Regions from separate parts of the Drosophila melanogaster genome. Here region 1 is linked to region 2. The links are chromatin contacts, called in public Hi-C maps. All regions are on one chromosome and are shown on one strand. Each heading gives the region's core, a stretch centred on a gene start, on an enhancer-like site or on the middle of the called end of the contact. The rest is flanking DNA. Distances are from core to core; before and after follow the strand shown. Region 1 overlaps Sema1a (Semaphorin 1a). Region 2 holds the start of Sema1a (Semaphorin 1a).

Region 1 (7,504 bases), core at 2,288-4,787, 72 kb after region 2:
CACAGGCCCTTATATACATATCCACACACTCACACACACATACGCATATAAACTCTGTCATTCACACACACTGGGAAACCGCACACGCACACCACCAGGCGCCAATCAATGCCGAGTTACACATATGAGTTTAATAACTTTGCCGTTGCCGAGAATGGTCGATCCTAAGTCGACAACTTGGTCATTAGGGGCTCGGGCCGAAATGTTAATCACAATACCGCAAAACGTTATAATGTTTGGAGGATGCGGTTCTTCATCGCCTCCCAACCCCCAACCCACTACTCATTCCCATTCCACTCAAGCAACAATAACAATTATTTTGACCAAGCACACACAGATACTAAATACACTGAGAAAGATGAAGAGCCCACTTCTGTTGAATGATATGCTTGCGTTTATTGATTGATTCGATGCCTTCAAATGAATTAGATTTGCTCAAAGACTTATTAGTTTCTTGGAGTGCGAGTCGATATTTTTTGCGCAGTGTACTGGTGTGTATGTCTCATTGGAATAGTGAACCGCAATTTGGCTGCCTGACTCGTCGAGAGCTGCTAACTAGTTGAAAATGCAAACGCAAACCATAAACCGGCGACGAACAGAGACGGACCGCCGAGATCTAGTCCTCTGTCCCTGTCCCACCTTTGTGGCGCCACCCGTTTGTTGCCTCCCCACTATTGAGGCAACAACATAATCAAAGTCTCTCTCCTCCATTGTCCAACCTCCCAAAACCACCCTGCCAAAACCCCAAGTTGGATGATGGGCCATGGCCCCAAAGCGGTAAACGGAGCAGCGCTTAGTTCGATCACAAACACAACACACATGGGATGGGATGGGATGAGCGGCGGCGGCGGGAAGGTGGTGGGGCCTGCGAACCATAATTGTTGGCAAACTTACCATTTCCTGTGCCGGCTACACTGCGAGAAAGTTGCACTCAGGCAGAAACTTTGATTAGTTCAATCAATTGAGCAACTGAGCTGGAAATAATGCGCAAGAAATCGGTTTACCAAATTAGCCAACTGAGCATTAGACATGGAATTGAGGTGAGGTCTCTCTACCTCAGCCATTGATATGAGTTATTGATTCGCTAACATTCGGATTGCTTAAGAAATTTTCGTGGCTTAAAACTCATGCGGAAACCATGCCATTTCCTAATAAAGTGATATAAATCAGCTCTAAGGGGTTCGTGAAGTAATTCAAACATGACCTAAATCTAATGCATTTAAATCGTCTAACTTATATCGTATTAATTTTAATGGAAGATTTTGTATGCCTATTGTCATAAAGTTAAGAAAAAGTGAATTTTTTGGGTACAAAATAAATGAAGACAACATTTTGTTACTGGTCAACGTGTATCATGACCATTGCAATTTAAAGGTCATTCAAATAGGCAGAAAAATTCGTAAGCTGCATTTTTCGGTACGTAGTTCTCACCGACAAATCTGGAATTATTTTGTGAATTTTTCCGACTTTCATTGTGTATCACGTGCGATTAGAAGAGGCTGCGTGTGTGTGTGTGTGTGTGTCATCGGCAGTGGCAGCCGTCAAATCGATCGATACGTATTACAATACCAGCGCCAGCTGGGGATGGACCTGTGGTGCTGATGTCGGCGGTGGTGGTGGTGGTGATGGTGATGATGATGGTGGTGGTGGTGGATGCGGTGGCTCGGCCCCAGATCCCTTAACTTAACTACCCCGTATGGTGAGGTCCTTTGTGCTGGCTTTGCTTCCACTTCAATCATAACTGTGTTCAATTGTTGTTTTTATTACCACATTTTCCTTCACCTTTCCGGGCGAGAAACAAAGGCAGCGAGAGCGGTAGCAAATTGGTTGGCTCTACTTCCTCCTGCCGTCGTTATCCTTTGCAGTATATATATATATTTTTTTGTTATGTTTGTGCTTCTTTTACGGTTTCAGTCGAGCAACCTTTACATGCTTATCTTGCGGCCTGTGTCTGTTTCCTACCCCGATTACTCCCCCTCGTCGTCCTTGCCGCGATTTTCCGCATGAACGGCGGTCATGTGTGTGTGTGTGTGTGTGCATCTGTGTGCGAGGACCTTCTGCCCACAGTTTGCAACAATTGCGCATAATATAAATTAATAATGCAACAATTGCATTTTGTTATGCTTCCATCTCCACGCTGTTGTGCCACTGCTGATTTCATTAAATATTTTTGTTGCCCTACCCACTCGTCCTTATCAGTAGCCAGAAGAGAACAGGATGTCAAGAGGTACACTGAACAAAAATTAAGTGAAATGAAAAATGAATATATCTAAATATATATATCTATATCTATCTATCTATAGGCTAACCTTACCGTTTCTAAGGACATAAGCTCTTGTGATGTTTGGAATGTGACCTTAAAGCTTTTAATTTGCAATTTGTTATGCGTTTTTCATTCAGTATAGGCGCTTTTCATTGCTTTTGTCCCTCTCACTTTTACGAGGCTGCTGTAGACATGGGCATAACCATTAAGTGTGATCTGCAGGACCTGCCGCGTTGAATGCATTTGGCATACTAACCGAAACCAACCAACCAACCAGCAACTCCTGGCTCCTTTACGACCCCGTTAAGGTCGAAACGAGTTTTCCTTTTCTTTTGCCTGCTTCGTTTTGTATTGTTTGTTCTATCAAATGTCGAACAAGATACGTGTTGGGCTTTTTAATGACAATGGGTGGGTGTGGCAATCGAGATTTGCTGTCAGACATAACTAATTACGGGAGTGCAGAGATTATTGTAGTTTTCGACTTGCGAACTACAACTAATGATGCTATGCTGCTTTTATATGAGTCATAAACAAATTTATGTTTGATGCGTGAGCTTAAGTTTGAACAAAATCTCAGATACACAAAATGTGCTAATGGGAAAGTCAGCCAGTTAGCAATGCAGAGAGTTCGCTGACATACTTAGCAATCGATGGGGTTTACTCTTAAAATTCCTCCACACACTTAAGCGAATTTCCAACTCTACTATTTCAATTAGCATTTCTCTCTAATTAGAAGCAAGCTATCCCCAGGGCAGAATATCGATTCCGGCCTATCAAAATGCCATTGACTAAGCAGAAACTGCAATGGCCACGCCATCGAAGGCTCATTATCAGAAAATATCAATATTAATTAGTGTGTATTACGTGACAACTTTCGCCCAGTCCTGGACACCAAACTAACTTGGCCACCAGTTCGGGGAGATCCTGCACAAAGCCTGGTCATAATTGTTTTCCGACCTTACCATGGGAATGGACCGAGGCTGGGGAATCGGAAAATCAAGCAACTCGTCCTGGATGGGATGGTAGGATGGATGGATTAACAAAGCGATTCGCAACGACATTAACATTTTCATCAGACCTCGGGCTCAATTTCAGTACCATACCCAACGAGTTGACGTCGTAATCCATCATCGATGCCATTTAGTGAGTTGGGGGGGTGGGAGGCGATGAAGCTTTGAATTTTTATGATTATTATGTATTTGTGCGTTGCGAGGGTCTACCGCGGGGCAGAACCTGCAATAGATGGCTTACTATCAGCGATTCCGCTGACTTAACCATTTATCGCAACTCATGGCGCACGTTTCTCATTAGTCTGGCTTCCACCACCATCGACACACATCCGGCTCCATTGTTGTCCGCGTTCTTGAACAGTGGGGATTACTTGTGAAAAGGGTTAAATTCTGGGATCAGACCTTTATATGACTATATACTTTTGTTTTGCTAAAGTAAAATCGGATAGAAAAAAGCTGGCACGCTCTAAGTTATTGATTTCTGATCTAGAACGCATAACACATACCACATCATATTAAATGAAATTCTAAGAGTAGAAGGAGCTTATTTGAGCACGTTACGGAGTCAGCAATCCTAAAAATGAAAGGGGATCCTATAGGGTTTTCGAAAACCAATCATTTATGAAAAGTTTTCAATCTTGGGTTATCTGATATATGTATTTCTTTGAGAATCATTAGTTGTGCCCCCTATCGACTTTTTCGTACCCATTGTGCTTGCGCTCCATTCGGTGGGTGGCAAAGTGGCAATAATGATGACTGACTTCTACAAAGACACCTCCTTCCATTTGCCTCCTGCCGGCGGACTGTGAACACGTTTAATCCGCTTGCCACAGATTTCTATCACTGTCATGGCTGTTTGTTGTAGCCAGTGCCCCCTGTTAATGTCGCCGGCATTCGAGCCAAGCCCGGCTGCTTGTCACAGTCTGCTATTGTCAGCGAACATCGATACCGCCGGCTGTGGCTTCGTCCTGCGGATGAAAACGGAGCTGTTTTTATTTTGTATTTCCCGCTCCTATCCCGGATCCTTTGGGTTAACATCGACGCCAGTGTCGGATCTGTGCGCGGACTTGCCTCTTTTTTTTTTAATGATACACAATTAGTGGGATGATAAATGGTCTGTCAAATGCAGCATCATCAGGAAGAAGCTGAGCAGAAGCCAGTCAACCCTGGTCATCCTGTACACTGCTGCAAAAAATGCAATTCAAATTTAAAATCTAAAGAAACATAAAATAATGAATGAGTTATTTCTTATCCTGTAAATATTGATAATGACTTGGAGTTATTAAACATTAGTGACATCGTTTTCCATTAAACTAAATGATAGTAAGAGATTTTCCCAGTGTATTTTCACTTCGCTTCTTAATAACAGTACTGAAGTTGGCCTGCGCCTTTGTTGTAGTTTTCCCATTGATATTAGTAGCTTTCTTTGTAGCGCCAAGTGAAACGTATCGGACAGATAGAAAAGAATAACAAAAAAAGATATATATATATATATACATATATTTGTTGGAAAGGGAATAAAAATAAAGTTGGCAGCGAAAGGAAAATAAACTAATGATGCCAGCACCCAGATATTGGATATTAATTGCTACAAATAACAAGATGCGCCGGCTGCATTCTGCGTCTTTGGCAGCCCATGGAGCAAACCATGGAACCCCCGAGCGAGGAAAGCGACAGAATCAATTAAAACGACTGAAATAAATTGTAGACACAAAGTACGACTAAGCAGTTGGGGGCAAACTGTCTGCCGGACGGATATAGCAGGAACTAATTCTGATTAGTGTCGTCAGAGTCCCGGCAACTGCAACCCCAATAAATTAGGGGGTGGAAATCAGCCTGATATCTTGATAAAATTATATACATTTATCAGAATGACTACTTACTTACTCGTATTAGAACGTACTGTGAATTGGATGAAAGTACTGAATGACGTCATAGATCATAGATAAATTTATTTCTACAAAGAACTATTACGTTGAGTTCTTAGGTATAAAAAATGTTTTACTTACGTCGCAATCCTCTTATTTGAGTCTCAACAAGCTCTCGACCACATCCTCCAGTACTACTTGTATAATTGCTAATCAAAAGGGGGAGCTCCGCCAATGGACATCTTCAATAATCCCCCATAGTGCCTCCTCGCACTATCCGGAAATGCAAATGCCATGGCTTTCAAAACTGGAAATTATCGTTAGCAAATCAGGTTGCCACAACGGATCGGATAACGTGGCACGTTGAGTGTTTGCCCTGTGATTCGATTTCACTGCTGGCGACATCAAAGTCGCCGGCCTAACGTAATTTGCATGGACCATGACTATCCGAGAGGCATTTCTTGTTGGCATTCGTGTATCGTGCAACTAAACGCACCCGCATTGTTATCGGATTGCAAATGATGTGGGTGGAATGGGTGTTGGCTGGATGGTTGATGGTTGATTGGGGTGTATAATTTGGGTGGCTGCAACTTTCCATCGAACTTGACTGGGTGTTGGAATAACTGACTATCCCAGAGGGTCATTTAACGTTTGGATTTTTCATTATTAGTTTCTGCGGTTTTATTACGATTCGGTAAATTTAATCGTAACCACATTGATTTGCGGGCTGGTTGGGAAATTCTATAGTTTGAGAGCTTATTAGTTGACATACTCAATCTTTTGAAAATCTGTATTTCAAGCATCGGCTTGATAATAAAATATTAAAATAAAACACAATTATGGTTTAATTTGTTAAATTTATGAGTTCAAGTAGATACAAATAATCATATTTTTGAAGCGATTTGTCAGCTGCCGCTGACCACAGCTATAGATATTATTTTGAAATGAATTAAACTTTAATTATTACAATTTATGAGCTTAGATACAAACCAACAGATTTATTGAGCAATCAGTTTTCCAGTTTTTCCAGTTTATTAACAGATACAACTTTCTTTATATGGGGTTTAATCCTAATGCTACCATAGATACAAACCAAAAGATTTATGGAGCAATCTCGCTGTCAGTTTCTCCTGTACTAGTTAGATAGTTGGATTTACCCCATCTCCCTTTTGATAATGTTCCTCTAAAATTTCCCGAGATGGTCTTCTATCTCGTGCAGGACCACAAGTAGCTGCCATACTGATTGCCTGAATGGAGCGTGAGATTCACACGCATAAACCTCTTCGCAGTCACCTGTAGAAGGGCGATGCCACTCGAGCACGGTTACTTAACTTTTACCGCCGCCGTGTTTTCCGGGGGATGAAAGGAACCGCAGAAGACGGCGAATGGCAACAGCAAATGCTGGCAGGTTGTTATAAGGAAAGCCCCCCAGTTTCGTCCTTTACTGCGCCAGGATGCGAAAACTCACTCAAAATAAATGCGCAATTAATTTTCATGGTAAAACTCGACGGGAACTTGGACCAAAGGTTCAACTGAGTAAAGTGGTGAGAGTTCGGTGCGGGGGTGGGGTTGCAGAAATTGTTGTTTCCTACTACAACTTTTGCCATTGAAGGCAAAAAATAATAATAACAAGCTGCTCTGGCTCTGGCGAAAAGTCCACAAAACTTTGCTTAGAACGGAGGCAACAGAAAAAATGAAATCAAGTAATGAAAGGCAGCCAAGTAAACAGCTGCCGGAACATCAAAAAATATTCTTTTCAATAAAAACAAGCGTGTGAAATATTTATATACTTTTTCCAGTTGTTCAACTGTACGCACAAATTTTTGCAACTACAATAAGCATTTTAAGAAAAGAAATAGTTGTTTAAGTGTGGGGAAAATCATTGGTTATGTATGAAAACACATTTTGTTGAAAGTTTTTATGCATATAAAAAAATTGTCATATAACTTCTGTTTTCAATATAATTATTAAAAAAAATTGTAAAAAAAATCATTTTGAACGATGCTAAAAAATATGTTTAATTTCTTGCCGTGTGCACACTTATTAATTTATATTTCACGCAGAGCTTTGCTGAGTGAATATAAAAATGGAAATCAAAATATTCGGTGGCCACAAATGAGCAAAGTTTTCTTTCGCAGCTTTCACGTACTTTTTGTATTCCGTTTGTCGCTGTTTTTGTTGCTTCCACAACTTTGGGGCAAAGCTGCAGAATTTATTGCTTTCGAAATGCGGTTGCGCATAAATGTGCAGCAAGCAAAACATGAACAATAGAAGAATCTCTTACAACTGCGGTCTCGAATGGACCCGAACTCAAATGAAATGAAAAATCCTCACATAATTGCAAACGCGTGAGATACTTGCCA
Region 2 (7,452 bases), core at 3,571-6,070:
CTTCCAGGACCATCAGCCCACCAAGCTGAACCGGATCAGCACCAAGACCTATCTGGCCGGAATCCATTCGCCGAATCGCGAAATGCCGACAACTCCGCGGCTCAGCGATCAGGATCGATTGCTGCGACGTCTGGAAGGTAATGATGGCCCCAGTGGTGCACACACCCCACTTTTGGGTGGTGCTGCTAATGGTAAAAGCAGCGGCAAGAGCACCCGCAGCAGCAGCATCGTATCCAGCGGTGTGCCCAAGGTCAAGTTCTATCTGAACTGAACATCGATGGGTTTTGGGGTTCAATGGGTACTAGCAGTATTTGTGCCAAAGATTGAGGAACTCTCGCAATGCGGATATAATCAATTGGAGAGTGACCAATATCGCCAAAATGTGACTTAATATTATTAACTAATTAGCTGTAAGTGTTGCTACACAATATTCGATAGAGACAGCAATGCCAGTGCGACTGGCATTTAGTATTATCTATACTCCTAAGTAGCCTAATTTAAGTTAGCTTAAACGTTTACCATTTAAGTCTTAATTGTTGGACCTTGTAATTGTTTAGTCCTAAGCGACAAAGAGCAAACAGTATGATTTTCATAAAGTTTTTAAACAAAATTTTCGCTTGGTTTTCACTTTTACGCTCCACATATTTTATATATATTTAGGTGCTATTTAAATTGACTGACTACTGACTTCATCTTTACGTAAAAGTTCTGATTAATACAACATCGTCGTGCCTTTAAATCGCGCCTACCATCATTTTAGCAAATTGTTTTGTGCACTTTGAACAATTGCTTTGTTTGTCAAGTTGGCATTACTCAACAGCTTTTACTAATTGCATGGGACTGGGATCGCTTAGTCAAACATATTCACATTCTAAGCGTTCAGTTTTTCGATAGATTTCTCAGAAGTGGTTGAAATGATTTCACTGAGAATCTACGAAAATCAAATAAAGTCTTGGCTTATTAAAAAGGGAATCTAAAAAATGCATAAGCAATATATGAACAAATTTCGAAGACGATATGAAAAGCAAATTTCACATTTGCTCAAACAATTATTACAAATTTTTGCAATCCAAATTTTTCCGCAGGCTTGACTCACAATCCATTAACCCCATTTGGCTTAAAAAAAAAAGAAATTCATTCATTCGAAGTTCGAACCTCCAAACGAGGAAGAGCGGAAAAGAACAAATCTGGATCCGAGTCCAAATTTAATTAACAATTTTATTTCTCAATGACGCAGACAGCACCTTAAGGTACTGGTTTCATCTGGAGTTATATATAAAAAAAAGAAACATATTTTGCGGCACGTCACACATTTGTTATCACAATTGGAAGCAGAGATAAAACCATTGGCAATTGGAGATGATTTAATGGGCTATTAGGCCTGCGCCACTGATTTATCGCAATATTCGCAAATGGTTAATCACAGCGACCGACTTATGCCACCAAGCCCATTCCATCAGCAAAACGAACCAAACGTAATTAGTCAAATATTCGATTTTCTTATCGAGACCATATAAAAGAGTGTTAACAGCAAATAAACACCCATGCAATATGAATATTTCTGCCCATTTATGTATTTTGTCAAAAATACACGTATAGGTAATTTTTTTTATAGATAAGAAACTCGAGCTGGTAATCAGTTTTTGCATGCTAACAATCGATTCCTCCTTAGCTGATAAAAATAAAGAAATCGTCAAATTTGTAGAACTTTAGAGCTGTCATTTCATTCTATAGAACACATTTAAAAACTCCAAGCAAAAATGATAACATATAGATATCATCTTCACTTGTTTTAGGTTAATTGAAAAATAATCAATACATCAGTATATCTATAGAAAATAAATTCCGTCTTCATATTATGCATGTTAAATATACAATTATATATTGATCTTTTCAATTAAAAATATTTAAACAGCAGGTGTTGTATGTATCGATATTTAACAAATCGCGTTTAATTGATTGTATGTTCGAATAATCTCAGGTTTCATTTCGAAATAAAACGAAACAATAACAGCGATCAGTAAACAATAAATAGCCCAGTTTCAGTTGTCAATTAAGTTTTATGCACGGTACTATTTTCATTTTTATTTATACTTGTAAATTATATTGTTATACATACGTGTGTATGAGATATCTTAATTACATTCACGTAGTCATCACGTTCTCTTGCTAATGTCGGATGACTTTTCCGATTCGCCAGTCAATGGCTCCTATACAGTTTATAGCTGTTTTGTTTTAAGTATTTCCACATCTACATCATATTATTTCGTCAGAACCCTATACCTTATACCTTATAAAGCTGACGTTTATTGTCGGGGGTCTTGACGATACTTAAATCATACGTCATATTGTATTGTTTAACACATTTTGCTTTCTCAAAACAAAATCTAAGTAGTTACCGATTAAGAATTATTAGGCAGTAAATTAAATGATTTCATAAGTATCTATACATATTTTTACATAACAGAATTAGTATAATCTTTAACTGCAGCTAAATTTTATCCTACTTTTAAGTTTCATTTCACAAATAAACTATCAAAGCGACTTTACTAAGTATGTACATATTTGAAAATGACTTGCCTTGAAAGCGCAATGTTGTTATCCAAATAAAGAAACAAAATTTTATTGCAATTATATACTAAAATATTGACTGAATCAGAATGAATACTATAAAAAATAATACTGATAAGGTACGACTCATTTGATGCTTAAATGCATCTTACCCAATTGCTTGGGTATTTGTTGTCAAATGAAATTAAATTTATAAATCTTAAGAGTACAGAAATATTAAGTCAAAAGAAGGCAAGACTAATAATCTATTAAATTTACTATAAAACTTAACTAGTAAGTTCCGCCTCTAAAATTTCCATTTTAGCCAAAGTCGAGGGCTAGTTATTATCTGCACATATCTTTCCTATCTGCCATGAACTCAACCGTTATCTTGTTTGCCAACCTTTTATGCGTCTTACAATGGCATCTACTTTTCCAACTCTTCCAAAGATAATATTGTCCTCTCTGGCAGCTGGCTAATTAGGGTACAATGAAATCAGGACAATATCTCTAAATAATATGGGTTTAGTTACTTGCAAATGCAGAACACTTTTTAAACGGAGTATATCTTCTTTTTGCAGGAGATGCCACTGATGCGAGAACAGGATCGACCGAGAAGCGAATCACCTTCACCCTGGCTCCCAGTTCGGCCGAATGCTCGCCGTCGGGTAGCCAAACGACACTTACTCCCAAAAAGTTCGAGGCCATTGCCGAGGAGGAGAAGGAGGACGACAAGGCCGATGAGGAGGAGGAGATCATGGAGGAGGTGGTGCTGCGACCTCGCCTCATCGACCGGCATCCTCATCTGCTGGCCAACCCCAGTGGACTGACGACCACGCCCAAACGGATCCTGCGATCCGCCAAGAGCGTTCCGCACATGAATGTCCGTTCGTCGGCCAGTGAGACGGATATATTCTCCATTAGCGGTACGATGACCGGAAGCAGTCAGATCAGCATGACGCCGGAGGTGCCATCGATATCGTTCAGTAATCTGCCTAAGAACTACGAGGACACGCCCACTATTGAGAAGTACCGGGTATCGCAGAGTCTCTATTCCATTCAAACGGCGAATGCTGCTCGGGCCACACAGGATGATTACTCCATGCCGCGCTACTTCCGTCGATCTGCCATGCTATTGACCCAGAGCTCTGAGGTGCTGCCCGGCGCCAGTTCACTGGCCTCCATGTCGCCATCGATGGCCTCGTCCTCTGCCTCGCCCGGGTCCTCCAAGGACGAACTGCGACGGCCAGAGAAGGAGAAGAGCAAACGACTCCAGATGCTGCGTGGCAATCTACCGCCCTTACTTATTCATTCCGTGTCCTTCAAACGAAATCGCGACGAGGGCAAGCAGGTTGACTAGTCGCACTGCAGATATACATATTTATTTGTTAATCACTTTGTCCATGTTTTTAATGTTTTAAATTTATTAGCCTTTAGTACCTGCTTATGCGTTTTCTGTATTATCTTCTAAGCAATGACCTTGTCCAAACAATTCCTCAGTATTCAGATGTACTTCATTTTGAATTAATGATTGATATTACAAAATAAATTGTATTTTACCACAAAAAACAGCGATTAAAGATCCTACTTAATAAATCTTTATAAAAATCTAAACGATATCTATTTGTACCATTTTAAAAGAAATAAATGCGAGCTTGAAAAAAAATGCACTTATCTCCCCGACGGGGAATTGAACCCCGGTCTCCCGCGTGACAGGCGGGGATACTAACCACTATACTATCGAGGATGTTATACAAAGTGAGTCAAACTCGGGTTTTCCGTTTGCGGAGTGTGAATGCTTGTTTCAATTTCATCTGTTCCCCATTTGTACTCTGAAGACAGTGTGCAAGCTCGAGACGGTTGTTTGACAGTGGGTAGACAACATCCTCGATAGTATAGTGGTTAGTATCCCCGCCTGTCACGCGGGAGACCGGGGTTCAATTCCCCGTCGGGGAGAGATGTAAAAATTACTTTTTGTTGATTGTTTTAATTTATTAATTTAATTTTTTAATTTTTTAATTTCAAAATTTAAGTAATGCAATACATGTTTCAGACCAACAAATTAAAATAAAAAATTGCACCATATAGCTTAAAAAAACGTCAAACATGTATATTTAATTAGGTCATCCTGGAAGTGATATATAATGAAACACATTTCAACGGGTATATAAGTTTTGTTAAGGGGTAACTGTAAGCCGGACCCATTTAGCTTACCACCCAATATGGTAGCACTGGCTGTAGAAATTCCCAATGGCAACGCTAGTCGACCAGTTTTCATTCGTATTGGCGTGTGTGTTGTTTGTACAACAAAACATTCTAGTTGTTTTATTTGCAAGGTGCTCATATAAAAACATAAACAATATATTTCGTAGAGTGCCCTAATAATTTATTAAGTTGTGAATTAAACAAATATGAATAAGAAGCGTGTCCAAGTGAATTGGTTAAATTGTAAATTATAAATAAAGCAATACATATAAACGGCCGGCAAAACAGAGAGCGCGTTTTAAGAGAGAACCTAATAGGAAAAGAGTGTAGAGCTGCCAGGTTTCAATTAGGTACCAGGTACCAAACGTATTTATTATTCGAGAAGAACTATTTTTGGTGACTAAATATGGTTTCTGATTATAGAAGTGTTCTCCTAATATATAATTTTTAAAAATTTTTTTCTACACGTGCCCTCAGATTGTTGATATTCAAAATTCGTACACAAACGCCCTTGACAGGCGCAGTCTCACCCGCGCCCACTGAGAGCGGAACGACGGAAATTTCAAACATTATTTCTATTTTCTATTTGAATTGAAACTATGTATTTTCCATAATTTTCAAAATATTCTTGATTTTTTTTGAATAACTAAATTAATTATTTTAAGTATCGCGAGGGAGAATAAGAGTTTAAAGCGGCCGATTATATTGAGGGGGAGTTTCAGTCAACGAAAAGGAAATAGTGAGAGGAGAGGGCTTATTGAAGAGAGCCTCTCATTTTAAAATTTCTCTTTAAGCGTGTTCCTTCTAAAGGACACAAGAAACTAATATGTTTATGAAATAAGAAACTTAACCGTGTATGTGTTTTCCAATTTTGCGTGAACAAATAAAAGAGCTCAAGCATTTTATCGTTTGAGTAATTTTAGATAAAAATTTATTAATATTTTTTAATGTTTTCAATTTGCCATAGACAACATTTTTTCCAATAAAATTCGGTAATATAAATAACATGGTGTTATGGCCTGCAATTTTTATATAAATTTTTAGTAGCACGCTCTTAGTTTAATATTTAGGTCAATAAAATAATTATCCTTATTGTTTTTTTTTTTAATTTGCATATTGTTTGTTGACCAGCTGTTAAGAGAAGAGAGGAGAGAGAAAAAGAGAACCGAAAAAGTGACCGTTCGCGACTTCGCAGTCAGCGCTGGAAAACGCACTAACGCGCGGAAAATGCCCTAGCGCCAGAGAAAGTGCCATTTGAGACTGAACTCTCTTTCGTGCGAGTTCCCTTTTCATTCGAAAATTTAACGCCCGCGCTGCTGCAGCGCGTTGTTGCTCCGGTTGGAAAATATCTGAAAACAGCATTAATAAATAAACAAAAATATTGGATAAATCGCCGGTAGAAACGCTGCATAAAACGAAATTTGGTTTCTTGTAAAATATTATTTTTCAAGATATTTTCTTGTTAATTTCCGGATATTCGACAAGGATATAAATGTTTCTTTCGCGTTGATAAACAAATTCCAGCACCGCTACCTTTGTGTCGCGCAATTGTGAAAAGTGATTTGTCCATTGTGTACATTAATTAATAAATTGGTAATTGCTCAATTTAGAAACATGTGCAATCGAGAGCTAGTGTGAGTGTTTGTGTGCAACAATAATAAAGCCGAAAATTGCCCAATTGCAATTGGCAATCACAACAAAATTGGAATATTATGGCACATTAGAAAAAGAAAATAACGAAAACTGTGTTTCCACCCAAAGTTTAGGCCGCAGCAGAGCGAATCCACAAAAATATACAATTTCGGCAATTTTTCCACATATTTTTCATTGATTTTTCGCCATCCTGCGGGTGTGAGCAAGAGGGCGAGAGAGTTGAAAGGAGAGCCAGGCTTTTGTATTCTGTTTTGGGTACGTTTTGGGAATGAAACGGTCCTGGCTCTCGCTAACCCACCCTCCCTCTCTCTTTGGGATTATCCTTTTTATATTTTGTTTATTTCTCTATTTTCCTGGCCACGTTTTGTGCACCATTCGTTTCGCTGCATTTCATTCTCGCGGCGTTTCAAATTGACTCAGAGAGAGTGAGAGTAAGAGTGGGAGAGAGCAGCACTCTCTTATTCTTCTTCCTCAAACTCACGCACCCCCCGCATAATGTTTTTCGACTCTGCCTTGTGCCCCCCATTCGCATCTCTCCGCAGCGCGTTGCCAACCAAAAAAAGAAAACTAAAGTACTGTTGTCATAATAAGAAATTTATCAGGAAAAAAGTTGAATTACAAAGTGTTTCAATTGATATTTCTTGATCATTTCTTCATCAAATCGTGTTTCATATCGTAGCAAATATTAATTTTAATTCAAAAAGCCCTACATGCCAGATATTTGTGTTCAAGATAAGCTCTTCCTGCGGCCATAACTTTTGATTGGGAAACTGAAATCTAATCCAGTTTTCCTTCTCCCATTTCCACAGTATTTAAGCCAGAAACAAAGTGAATAAGGCAAATTTGAATAAAGAAAAAGAATAAACCAAGAAAATATGCTCAGAAATCGCATCCGTAGCCTACTTATCGCATGAAGAACCGGTACCGTTAAGGGATAATCGCCGTCGCGTTAATTCGACTCCTGCACCGCACCGCCCCGCCCCCCCGTTCGTCGTTTCGTCTATTCATATATCCGATATAACCGTTATCGCGCCCGTGCATCTG

What was found. Hi-C and Micro-C count contacts between places; a contact is called where the count stands out from the background.
Region 1: a contact with region 2 is called in a Hi-C map of the Kc167 cell line, with 5 times the contacts expected there. The contact joins the enhancer-like site here to the promoter of Sema1a in region 2. A contact is called at or near these places in 37 of 107 Hi-C or Micro-C datasets (the Clone 8 cell line, the D17-c3 cell line, the Kc167 cell line and 17 more) and 2 of 6 datasets of contacts at active chromatin or transcription factors (the Kc167 cell line and the S2 cell line).

The regions. Positions count from the first base shown.
Region 1 is chr2L:8,610,629-8,618,132 of dm6, forward strand. The region is part of intron 3 of Sema1a (Semaphorin 1a); the gene reads left to right. Among named protein-coding and RNA genes, the nearest start is that of tRNA:Asp-GTC-1-6, 5.6 kb to the right of the region's middle. Within about 2 kb of position 3,538, at least 8 of the 39 cell types and tissues checked have an H3K27ac peak or open chromatin away from gene starts, as enhancers often do. A contact at or near this core is called in the Kc167 cell line, the S2 cell line, embryonic neurons and 1 more, where this site is marked.
Region 2 is chr2L:8,537,327-8,544,778 of dm6, forward strand. Sema1a (Semaphorin 1a) reads left to right here and starts at 4,821. Exons shown (of 22, transcript NM_135399.5): 1 at 4,821-4,886; 2 at 7,218-7,452. CG17834 reads left to right here. Exons shown (of 6, transcript NM_164827.2): 5 at 1-137; 6 at 3,132-4,113. The coding sequence ends at 3,910. tRNA:Asp-GTC-1-4 (transfer RNA:Aspartic acid-GTC 1-4) reads right to left here and starts at 4,297; the gene lies at 4,226-4,297. It overlaps tRNA:Asp-GTC-1-5 (transfer RNA:Aspartic acid-GTC 1-5), which reads left to right and starts at 4,435; the gene lies at 4,435-4,506.